Regions from separate parts of the Hordeum vulgare genome. Here region 1 is linked to region 2. The links are chromatin contacts, called in public Hi-C maps. All regions are on one chromosome and are shown on one strand. Each heading gives the region's core, a stretch centred on a gene start, on an enhancer-like site or on the middle of the called end of the contact. The rest is flanking DNA. Distances are from core to core; before and after follow the strand shown.

Evidence for each region. A called contact is a pair of places that touch in the nucleus more often than the background predicts.
Region 1: a Hi-C map of leaf shows a contact between it and region 2, with 3 times the contacts expected there. The contact joins the promoter of LOC123407396 here to the promoter of LOC123411313 in region 2. A contact is called at or near these places in 1 of 6 Hi-C or Micro-C datasets (leaf) and 1 of 1 datasets of contacts at active chromatin or transcription factors (embryo).

What each region holds. Positions count from the first base shown.
Region 1 is chr7H:441,447,916-441,453,279 of MorexV3_pseudomolecules_assembly, forward strand. It overlaps LOC123407396 (ferredoxin, chloroplastic), which reads left to right and starts at 3,228. Exons shown (of 1, transcript XM_045100521.1): 1 at 3,228-4,246. The coding sequence starts at 3,532. The coding sequence ends at 3,963.
Region 2 is chr7H:441,357,959-441,363,575 of MorexV3_pseudomolecules_assembly, forward strand. It overlaps LOC123411313 (F-box protein At5g49610-like), which reads right to left and starts at 3,328. Exons shown (of 1, transcript XM_045104244.1): 1 at 1,571-3,328. The coding sequence starts at 3,206. The coding sequence ends at 2,025.

The DNA of each region.
Region 1 (5,364 bases), core at 1,978-4,477, 90 kb after region 2:
TAGTGCACACCCTCGAACATAGGAGGCCTCATGGAAGCAGCAAAACCACTCGGGGTAAATTTCCTAAAATAAGGTCTTCGGATTGTTGGAAATATGAGCGATTTACCAAGTGATTTTACTAGCAGAAATAGTAGATGAATCATGACTACCATAGCAATTATAAGACAAGCCAGTCGATTATACACAGAGTATGCAAGTAGCATATGAAGTGATGAGCAGGAACGAAACATATCTAGAAAAGAAACTATAACAAGAAGTTGTGGCAGGAACTCAAACAAGAAGAACACGAGAACATACTGAGTTGGAGCAGCAGCTATAGTGGGATTTGCGTTGACGTCGTCATTGGCCATGTTGCCGAAGAGGCTGTCGATGTCGGGGAAGAAGTCGTCATCCGGGAAGTAGTCGTCAGCGTTCGTGATGGAAAAGCCAGTAGTCGCATTGAGCGCTCCCCAAAAACCTTATCGCCCTTCTCCAGTACATGACTCAAAGAGACGGGGTTTCGGAGGCCTACTGTTCCGACCTGCGGTGCACGTCGCAAGCCGGGGCGGGGAAAAGCTAGCAGTAGCTCAGAGATTGGAACTCGTTGGCATGAGGAAGATGGTATTCTCGTGTGTCTCTCTGGAGAGGAGCGACCTGTCTTTTATAGGCCCATGAGAAGGAGGCAGGCACGCAACATCGGGAGGCGAAGCAAAAGAGATTGCAGTCAGGTTGATAATAGTCGAGTGACATTACTTCGTCGGTCCAAACTAAGGAATCTGTTATAAATGTTTTGAAATAGATATTGTTCTCTCTTTGATCAGGGATTGCTATATGAAAATAAGTGGAGTTTGAAAAAGGGAACGAAATGCTCAAACCGGAACTGCTAGAGGAACGAATTTTCAATAGCATAACTTGGGCTCCTAGAATATGGTGCCCTTGAGACAATCTATTTGATTGCAGGGTTTTGTTCTGAAGCAAAGATATCCGCAGAGGACGGTTCGTTCGTCCTATTCTGATATTCAGGACCAAGAGGTACTGCATTCTCTGGCTGAAATGCCAACGGAACTCTGTCTATTCTCTAATTCACCCGATCCGATAGTACCTGTTTTTGGAACGTCCAGTGCCAAAGTCATTGAATGGGTAAGTCACGAATCCAATCCCTTTGACAAATCGGATGTCATATTATATATCATATCCTATATATATATATAGAAATATCATAGATACCCCGTTTCGTGACGAGGCGAGACGGGCGGCGGAGGAGGAGGAGCGTGCGTGTATGTCTCTCTTGTTCTCATGCTCATACATGTGTGGAAACATCCTTTCTTATAAGGAGGTCCAACTCCTACCAAACTAGCAATGTGGGACTAAACTTTAGTCCCTCCTCTTGCCTTGCACGAGTGGGCTAAGTGGGCCTCTAGGATTTATTAGAAATTCTGAAAAAGGTCATTGGGCTGGCCCAAAATTATAAAATTCTAGCACATAATTGGGGGGGGGGGTATACCTCTGGGGCTCCCGATAGTCCGATGAGCAGGCTGCCGGACATGAGGCAGACAAAGGGATCCGCAGCGCTCGGCCATAGATTAGTGTAGGGTATCCATGTCGTTAGAATGGAGCTCCACGCGACCAGACGTGCACATAGTTTTACCTATTTTAGTTCAAATATGTCCAAAATGCAATGAATTTAGTCCGGTTTATATGAAATCCGTTGTGTTTGCATGAGTTTCATCTGCTTTGTTGGAAAAGTGTTTGAAATATACTTCCTCCGTTCCAAAATATAAGACCTTTTAGGAATTTCACTATAAGACTACACACGGAGCAAAATGAGTGAATCTATACTCTAAAATATGTCTATGTACATCCGTATGTAGTTTATAGTGCAATCTCTAAAAGGTCTTATATTTAGGAACGGAGGGAGTATGTGAGTAACGATGGATGACCGACAACACTCGAGAATATCATTTTTGGTGGTGCTCCTCAGGTGCCGAGTCATCACTTTCAAGGTGAAAACCTAAGGTCTAACTTTCGTTTTGTGCCTTATATTAGAGTATTTAACCAAAAACCACCATAATTCATGGAAACGTGCCTAGAAACTACTACTATACGTTTTTGTGCCGAAAGCTACCATTTTTATCCTAATCAGTGGCAAAAAACTACCAAGTGTGAATATTGCTCCATTAGCCTCTTTGAAATGCCTTTTATCCTAATCCGTTAACTACTCCATTAACCTACCTGGCGCAGCCCCGCCGCCGTCGCCATGGCCTCGCCCAAAGCGGCGGCCGCCCCGTGCCTCGCCGTCGGCAGGCCTCCTTGTCGCCGACCACGTCGCCGTCGGATCCCGGCGTCCTGCGAACCGCCCCACGCTGCCAGTCTCCATGCCCTCGCACCGAGCGGCGGCCGCCCCGCGCCTCGCGGCCGAAGGCCTCCCGTCGTGGACCCTGCCGTGGTTGGATCCCACCGCCTCGCCTCCCTGGCGCAGCCTCGTTGCCCCGTGAACCGCCCCGCGCCGTCCATCGCCATGGCCTCGCCTCGAGCGGTCGTCGCCAGCGTCTCGCCGTCACCAGATCCGGCAGGCGTCGCCCTGGTTCCGCCTCTCCCGGACCTCCCCGCCGCCCTGCTCATGCCGGAGTGCTGCGTGTAGATCGCGTCGTCTCCTCCAGATCCGGTCGCACCGCCGCCGTACTTCATCTTCTCCACCTCCGGTGAAGGCCGCCGCCGTCTCGATCTCTTTCTCCGGTGACGGCAAACTTAACGGTGCTGACTTTTCCGTCCTGACATGTGGGCCAACCCTGTCATAATGAGTTTAAACGAGCCAAATGAGGCGTTTTGCAGACTTGATTGTTTTTAGTCACAGATTAGCAAAAAAAAATTGATAGTTTTTGGCGCAAAAACGAATTGTGATAGTTCCTGGGCACGTTGGCGTGAATTGTAGTAGTTTTTGATTAAATACTCCTCATATTACCTTGATGAAGGTATTGTTTCGAGAGCTCGGTCTTTTTAAGGGAGAAAACCTAAGATCTTGGATCGGACGACGATGACGCTTGTGCACCGATTTTTTTTTAAAGGCATCATTTTTTAGGATGGTTTGAGTGTCGCTGCTGCTGAGAAGAGTTGTTCACTGTGACGAGTAGTTGAAAATGCTCTTACTATTACATTTTTCTTTCAAACACGTTACAGTTTACTCCCACCTCAAGTAGTTCCGAGCTACTGTACGTAGTAGCCACACACATGGAGCGACTCACTCACCTCCAACCAATTTAACTTTCGTGAATCTTTGATCGCTTTTCATTTGGCCCAGCTCGACGTCACGCGGATGTCCCCGATGGATCTCGCCGGCCACACGCCCCTCGACGACGACGAGATGAGCAGCGTGTGATCCTCGTCGCCCCGTCCATCCAACCGAAGATAAGACGCCCACTCCCTCCCCTCCACATGGCACCCACCCTCCAATCCCTTACTTATTCCCGCCCCCCTCACTCCTCCATCCCCTAGCTCCACCTCTCATCCGCTCCTCAGCCACACCTAGAGCATCTTAGCTCCAGCTAGCCACCAATGGCCGCCGCACTGAGCCTCCGCGCGCCCTTCTCCGTGCGCGCTGTGGCGCCACCGGCGCCCCGCGTGGCCCTTGCGCCCGCGGCCCTCAGCCTCGCCGCCGCCAAGCAGGTGCGGGGAGCCAGGCTCCGCGCGCAGGCGACGTACAAGGTGAAGCTGGTGACGCCCGAGGGCGAGGTGGAGCTGGAGGTCCCCGACGACGTCTACATCCTGGACCAGGCCGAGGAGGAGGGCATCGACCTGCCCTACTCCTGCCGCGCCGGCTCCTGCTCCTCCTGCGCCGGCAAGTTGGTGTCCGGCGAGATCGACCAGTCCGACCAGAGCTTCCTCGACGACGACCAGATGGAGGCAGGGTGGGTGCTCACCTGCCACGCCTACCCCAAGTCCGACATCGTCATCGAGACCCACAAGGAGGAGGAGCTCACCGCATAAGCTGCTTACCCTGCCTCTCTTTGCAACAAGATCGAGCTGATATCATATTATCTCCCATCATGCATGCATGCATGGATATCGCCAGATACACCGATTTGTTTGTGCTCGAATGAATTGCTCGATGCATGGTTTGCTCCAGTAATAATGTCTTCGAATTACTACCTTTTTGTACCGTAAGATATACTACTGTCGTAATACTAGCGTGTACTTAATTCAACGTACTGAAATGAATCCTGATGGCTGAGGTGTCTCTCTGATTAATAATATCTTCTTTTTTACTTAAGATAAGAGACTGCTGAATGTTGGTTGCTAACGGTGGTGGTTGATGTTGAAGTTTTGTTGCTGCAAGTTGATTGCTTCGCCGCGTTATGCCTTGCCTTGTTTCTCATTTATGTATTTTTGATGATGCATCGTCGCACTAGGTAGCTCTTGAATTGTGTTTGGGGGCACCTTGAAATTAATAAACAGTAAGGTAGGTCACAATGTCTTCAACCCCCTTTCTAGAAACCACTCTAACATCAAATAGAATATTACTCTATTGATTAGTACAGAGATGCTATATACACTTTGTCACAGTTTGTACAGAGATTGTAGGTGAATGCAATTGAATTAAACCATATGTGACATGCACCGTGAAGTCGAAACCTTGCAACATAGTGTCAGAAATAACAAATCGATGTCTTACTTCATTAGATGTGGAACCATCTACCCTCGTTGTTGATCATCATAATGGTTTTATAAACCCCCAACATGTTGTGTTTTAAAACGATTGTACCATGTTCTTGTTTCGACTGCCGGGGGGAGGGCTCGTGATGACCTACTCTTTCTCAAGTTATCATGTTAGTCACTTGGATGACTTAGGCCCTGTTTGGAACTATAATACTCCCTCCGTTCCATAATATAAGTCTTTTTAAAGATTCCACTAAAAAACTACATACAGATGTATATAAACATACTTTAGAGTGTAGATTCACACATTTTGCTCCGTATGTAGTCCACTAGTGAAATCGCTTAAAAGACTTATATTTAGGAACGGAGGGAGTAGATTATAATAATCTAGATTATGAAGATAGATTATATAATCTGGTTTATAAAAATAATCTAGATGGACATGTTTGGAGGCCGGATTATATAAACTGTAATCCAGATTTTACATTGCATAATGACCTGTCTGCCCTCTGTTTAAAAAAAAAAAAGGGTGGCGGTGGTAGGAATGTAATTATCTCCAACTTTACAAGGGTAATAGATCATTAGCAATCCATAATCTGATTTTAGCTGGTATAGACTAGATTATGAGTTTTTAATAATATATCCATCTAGTTTTTATAATCTACACCATAAGCTGTCCTGTTTGAAGACAAAATAGATTATAGAAACTGGATTATATAATCTGGATGGTTC
Region 2 (5,617 bases), core at 2,078-4,577:
TCACTGAAGCAAATCAGGGTCGTAAGAGGTTCTTGACCACCCCTCACCAAAAAAATCGAATTCTAGGCACTACTTTGAGATTCCATAGTGCCACACTGAACTGCATCATCTTCTCACGAGCTGATCTTTTGGCGAGGTAAAAAGATTCAATCATTCTATAACTTCAAAGTTGATTTTCAGTTATTTCTTTCTTTTGGTTTCAAAAACACTAGAAAAACCTAACCATGACCAGTTTGCATACATCAAGTCAACTTGGTTCAAGAAAAGTGGCCGGTATGAACAAAAGTTTGCTCCCTCCATCAGTTCTACTTTTGTTCCAAGTCAAACTTTTTAAAGTTTGACCGAGTTTTTTAATTTTAAAAAAATGTTACGTGACCGTCTACATCACCGAAATAGCTATATTTTGAAAACAAAATCATGTTGGCTTTAACAAAACTAACTTCTTGTTGTAAATGTTGATACATGTTTTTATGAATTTGGTCAGACTTAAAAGAAGTTTGACTTAGGACAAAGCTAGTACTTAAATTATTCTGAAATAGAGGGAGGATAGTCCAAGATGAGAGAATTGAACCCAAGGGGAGAGAACAAGGTCCGGACTAACCTTGGATTCCTCTGTTCTTGCTTCTATTTCTGTTTTAACCTAATATTCATCTTCATTGATCAAGTTAAACTGAAACAAACAGGTATCAAATCGTAATATAATTCTGAAGCTTGATCGTTACTCAAGTAAGGTCGTCACCTGATCTGTTCCTAAAACATCTTTCTTTCAAGTAAGGTCGTCACCTGATCTGTTCCTAAAACATCTTTCTTTGTGTAACAGAGAAGATTGAATAACATAGCTTCTGAGGAATATATTTCGAAGTGACAGAATGGTACCTGGCGTATATCATATACTATGATCCTATAGATACACATTTCAGGAAATGTTTCTATGAGATGTGTCTTTTGATTGCAAGCAGTATATTTTCAATAACATGGTTTTATACAGAGGCACGATATAAGGTGGAGAAGTAATATCTGATTTCTGGAAAGAAAATAGATCCCACAAGATTACAAGGAATCATGTATTTCATATAGATCAATACAAGATTGTAACTTGAAAGATAAGTTTATACTAGATGGCTTTGCATCAGAATGAGAAAGATCCTAATATTTCTTTCCCTGCTCTAGTAGGACTGCTATCAAATAGTTCAATTTGTTCAGCTCAATCACAACCACTCAAAATTAAGAAACATATTTAGCGTATGCATGGCGGCCAAAGTATATATATATATATAACTAAGATGGGGATGAAATTGAACTCCGGAGATAATTGCAACAAGATTACAGAAACAAGAAGTGGTGTTAAGATGGAGGAGAAATGTATTTTCTGCCGTCATGTAACGCTGCTATCTTACTGGTACCATTCACTTTGAGAAGTCATACAGGAAGAAAGCCAAGTAAAGAGCTTTACACTGAAAGTATCAGCAATAGGTAAAAAGGTTGCTTATCGAAATCTCCATACAACATCGATTGATTACCAGACATACTTACCACTTATAAATAAAAGACCACAAAAGCTAAAAGGACATAAGATAATCACTTCATTTTTTTTTCATTTTCTTTGATTGATACCAAGAGCTTCCTCTTTGTTGATTAAGCAGGCTACAGACATGCTGTAGTACACAAGGAAGGCAGGTACTAGTGTGACCATGAGTCCAGGACAAAGTAGCCCTAGCTAATCTTGCATCTTTTGCGCACAAGTGAGCAGCAAAAATGGCAGAGCGTTTTACAAAGTTTATTATAGTGCAGAAACTAAATAAGCCTGATATGACAACCACTTTATTCTGCATGCCTACCATGTGAAGGGGGGGGGGGGGGGGGGGGAGCACCAGAAACTTCAGGCACGATATCAGGTTACTCATCTCTTGCTTATTGGGTGCTTTGCACCATACACAGAATTAGATAGCAAAGACATACTAAAAACATCATCACCAATGACTCACCCCTGCAACAATGCAATGGACTTGTCCATCATGGATTCCCTAGTGCAGATCCGAAATATCAGCAGTAAGCACCTTCACAACTGACAACCCATCGAACAACGGCTTCCCATCCACACCACCACCATTATCACCTTCCATCGAGAAGAAGGAATGTTGAACAAGACTTTCTCTGAGCCTAAATCTCCTAAGGTTCAGATAAGCGCTCCATTCATACCGTGTGGACAAACTACCATCAGCACCAGAAACATGCTGCAGATATTGCCACAGAAAGTTTGATTCCTCTTTTTCAGAAAGAAGGAACACACCTTGGATGTCCGGCACCAGAGAGAAGGTCATCACCCGCAATTTGATCCGGTGCTTCAATGACCAGGCCCAACTCTTGTGATCCTCAAGAACCCAGAGATCAGCCGTGCTGCCATGGTAATCATACAATCCAAGAGTGCCGTTCATCTCAAACGGCTCAAGAAAAGAGCCGTCAACTGGAGAAAGCAGATGCTGGAAGGACTCGGCCATGGTGTCGAACACCAGCATGTTGTTAACCTTGCCGTTACCACCAGAACCAGGCAACTTAATGGGCTGCCAGTAAATCCGGCCGCCTGCCAGGACGTGCGGGTGAAGGAACGCCATCATCGGCATCGCCTGCGCCAAGTCCCCGGACGCCCACGGCTCGAGAGGCTCCCCGACGCACCTGAGCTCGCCGGACCCAAGGGTGTACACCTGGTATGCAGCACGGAACTGGCCGTCCTCGGTTGTCTTCAAGCAGCACAGAACTCGGTAGGAGCCCGACGGGCCGTGGAAGTACAGACCGGAGATGTAGTAGACGTGAAGAAGCGGGAGGGGCGCGTGCTGGCGAGTCGCCGGGTTGCAGATGTAGAGGCCGCCGTAGGCGACGATGATAAGGAGGCCGTCGCAGGAGGCGAGCACGTCGAAGTGCTCGTCGGCCGCGGCCCGGACCTTCCGCGCGACGGGGCGCCGCTCGTCGGTGCTGTGGTCCAGGACGTCGATCCTTCTCTCATGGGTGTCCTGGGTGGTGACGAGCGGGAGCGAGGGCTGGCGGCGGTGGTGGGCGAGGAGGAATTTGGCGTCGGAGGTGAGGCGGCGGTGCCAGGAGCGGCAGACGGCGCGGCACCGGATGAGGACCTTCGGCGGCAGGCGGATGAGAATCTCCCAGGTGACGATCTCCTCGGGGAGGCGAGGCTCGCCGACGGCCGCTTCTGCCATGCCCCTCCAACTGGATCTTGGGGGAATTTTGTTCTAGCGGCGGCAACGCCGCAGGAAGTGGAGCATTGCTCCTTTGCCTCCTTCGGGATCTCAGGTGAAGGCAGGTTCGCAAAAAAAAAAAAGGTAACCAAGAAGATTACAGGAACCTATATGCATGGAAACAACAAAACAGTGAAACACACGGAAGTGTCAAAAAAAGGCGAAACAAAGATAAACATGGAATCGTTTCCCACCCGCGCGCCAGTCGACCCCTCGTGCGTGCGGGCTCATGCAACATTTTTTCCACTCGCGCGCTTCTTTGGTTAGTGGTGCAACATTTTTCATCTAAATTTATTGTAACCAGCGTCATTTTTGCTGCAAGCATTTTTTACTATATTTTTGTTCCAGTAAAAAAACTGCATATACGTTAGTTTGCAACTCCAGTTCGTCGGATTTTTCATTACAATCGATATTTTTTAATTTTGCTACAACCGTGTTAATTTTTGCTACAACCGGCATCATGTTTTGCTGCAACCGTTCATTAAAAAAGTTGCATACACGTCATGTAAATATTTGCTACAACCGGCGTTTGACTTTTGCTACCACGCACCATCAGCTTCATTTTTTGCTACGATCACGTAGATATTTTTTTGCTACAAATTTTGTTTCTTGTTGCAACCGTTGAAAAAATTGCTGCATCGCATCAAAATTTTGCTGCATAGGGGGGAAATGTTGCATGCGGATCCAACGGTGCGGACGACGCAGGGTTGGTGGATCCTGCGGCTCGCGCGCGGCCGGCCGAAAGTTTGGGGCGGCGCGCCGGCGCAGATCAGTCCCCAAACACGAAAGCATCTCCACCCGCATCCCCAACCCACAAAACATTTTTATTTCCGTCAGCACAAAAATAATATAATAATCCCCCAATCATGTCCCACCCGAATTCTGTAGGCTCGGGCCATTTTTCGGTCCGGCGATGGCAGGCCAAATCCAGCGTTTGGGAGGCCGGGGAGGGGGGGCACTTGGGGCTTCAGCAAAAGGAAAAAATGGCCCGTGGACCATCATTGTCAGGAGAGAAATGTCTTTTCCCGTTCAGATATGACCCACGCATGGTAGAACGCCATTTTTCCCGTCGTCCGTCATGCCGATTCGGCGCCACCCCCAGACCATCATTGTCAGCTAGAAAGGTCATTCCCACGCCCCACGCCGGAAAGAGAGGGTTTCACCGCGGCAGCCTCCATCCCTACTATTTGCCTAGCTTTCCAGGGCTCCGACCACACATGCGAGAATACCGACGGCTACCCTCTCACCACGCCCGCTAGGTGTTCGGTGATTTGCCTGTTCGGTGATGGACTCCGATGACGAGGTGGCGTTCGTGGTTCTGCTGGAGGAGGAAGCCGAAGCCCACACTGATGACAAAGAGCACCTCATGATCCTCGCTGCTCTGGTCGGCATGTTCGTGAAGAATGGAAAGCCGCGGCGATGTGGCTCGGTGCCGGGCCATCGCAGAGCAAGCAAAGACATCGAATAGAGGGCTATTGCTTGCTCTATGCCGAATACTTCGCTGACGCTTCACTACACGGTGAGAAAGTATTTCGGCGCCGTTATCGGATGAGCTGGAAGCTCTTCCTCAAGATTGTGAATGCCATCCGGGAGTTCGACAGCTATCTCATTTGTAAGAAGGATTGCACCAGCACAGTGAGATTCTCCTCACTCCAGAAGTGCACGACAACTATGTGGATGCTTGCATACGGAGCTCTCGGTGATATACATGAAGACTATGGACGCATGACCAAGTCCATCACCATTGAGAGTTTTTACAAGTTTCATAGGACAGTGGTGGAAGTGTTTGGACCACAATACTTGCGATCACCCAATGCTGAAGACACTACTCGAATCCTAACAAAAAATGAAGCAAGAGAATTTCTTGGGATGCTTGGAAGCATCGACTGCATGCATTGGGAATGAAAAAATTATCCATTTGCTTGGCAAGGGATGTACAAAGGCGCGAAAGGAGCTTGCAATGTGGTACTTGAGGCAGTGGCTACATAGGACCTCTCGATTTGGCACTCCTTCTTTGGTATGCCAGGAACTCACAACGACGTGAACGTCCTGAAATGCTCGAATGTATTTGCCAAGCTTGTTGAAGGTCATGCTCCTCCAGTGAACTTCTAGGTCAATGGGCGCCACTTCAACAAAGGATACTACCTGGCAGATGGCATCTATCCAAGATGGTCAACATTTGTGAAGACTCTCACAAACCATGTGCCAGGAGGCAAGAAGTCCCACTTTACGAAGTGTTAGGAGGTTTGCAGGAAGGATGTCGGGGCGGGCATTTGGTGTGCTCCAATCTCGATTTGTTGTTGTCCGGTACCCCGCTATGACCTAATCAAAATCTCAGATGTGGGAGGTGATGAATTGTTGTGTCATCTTGC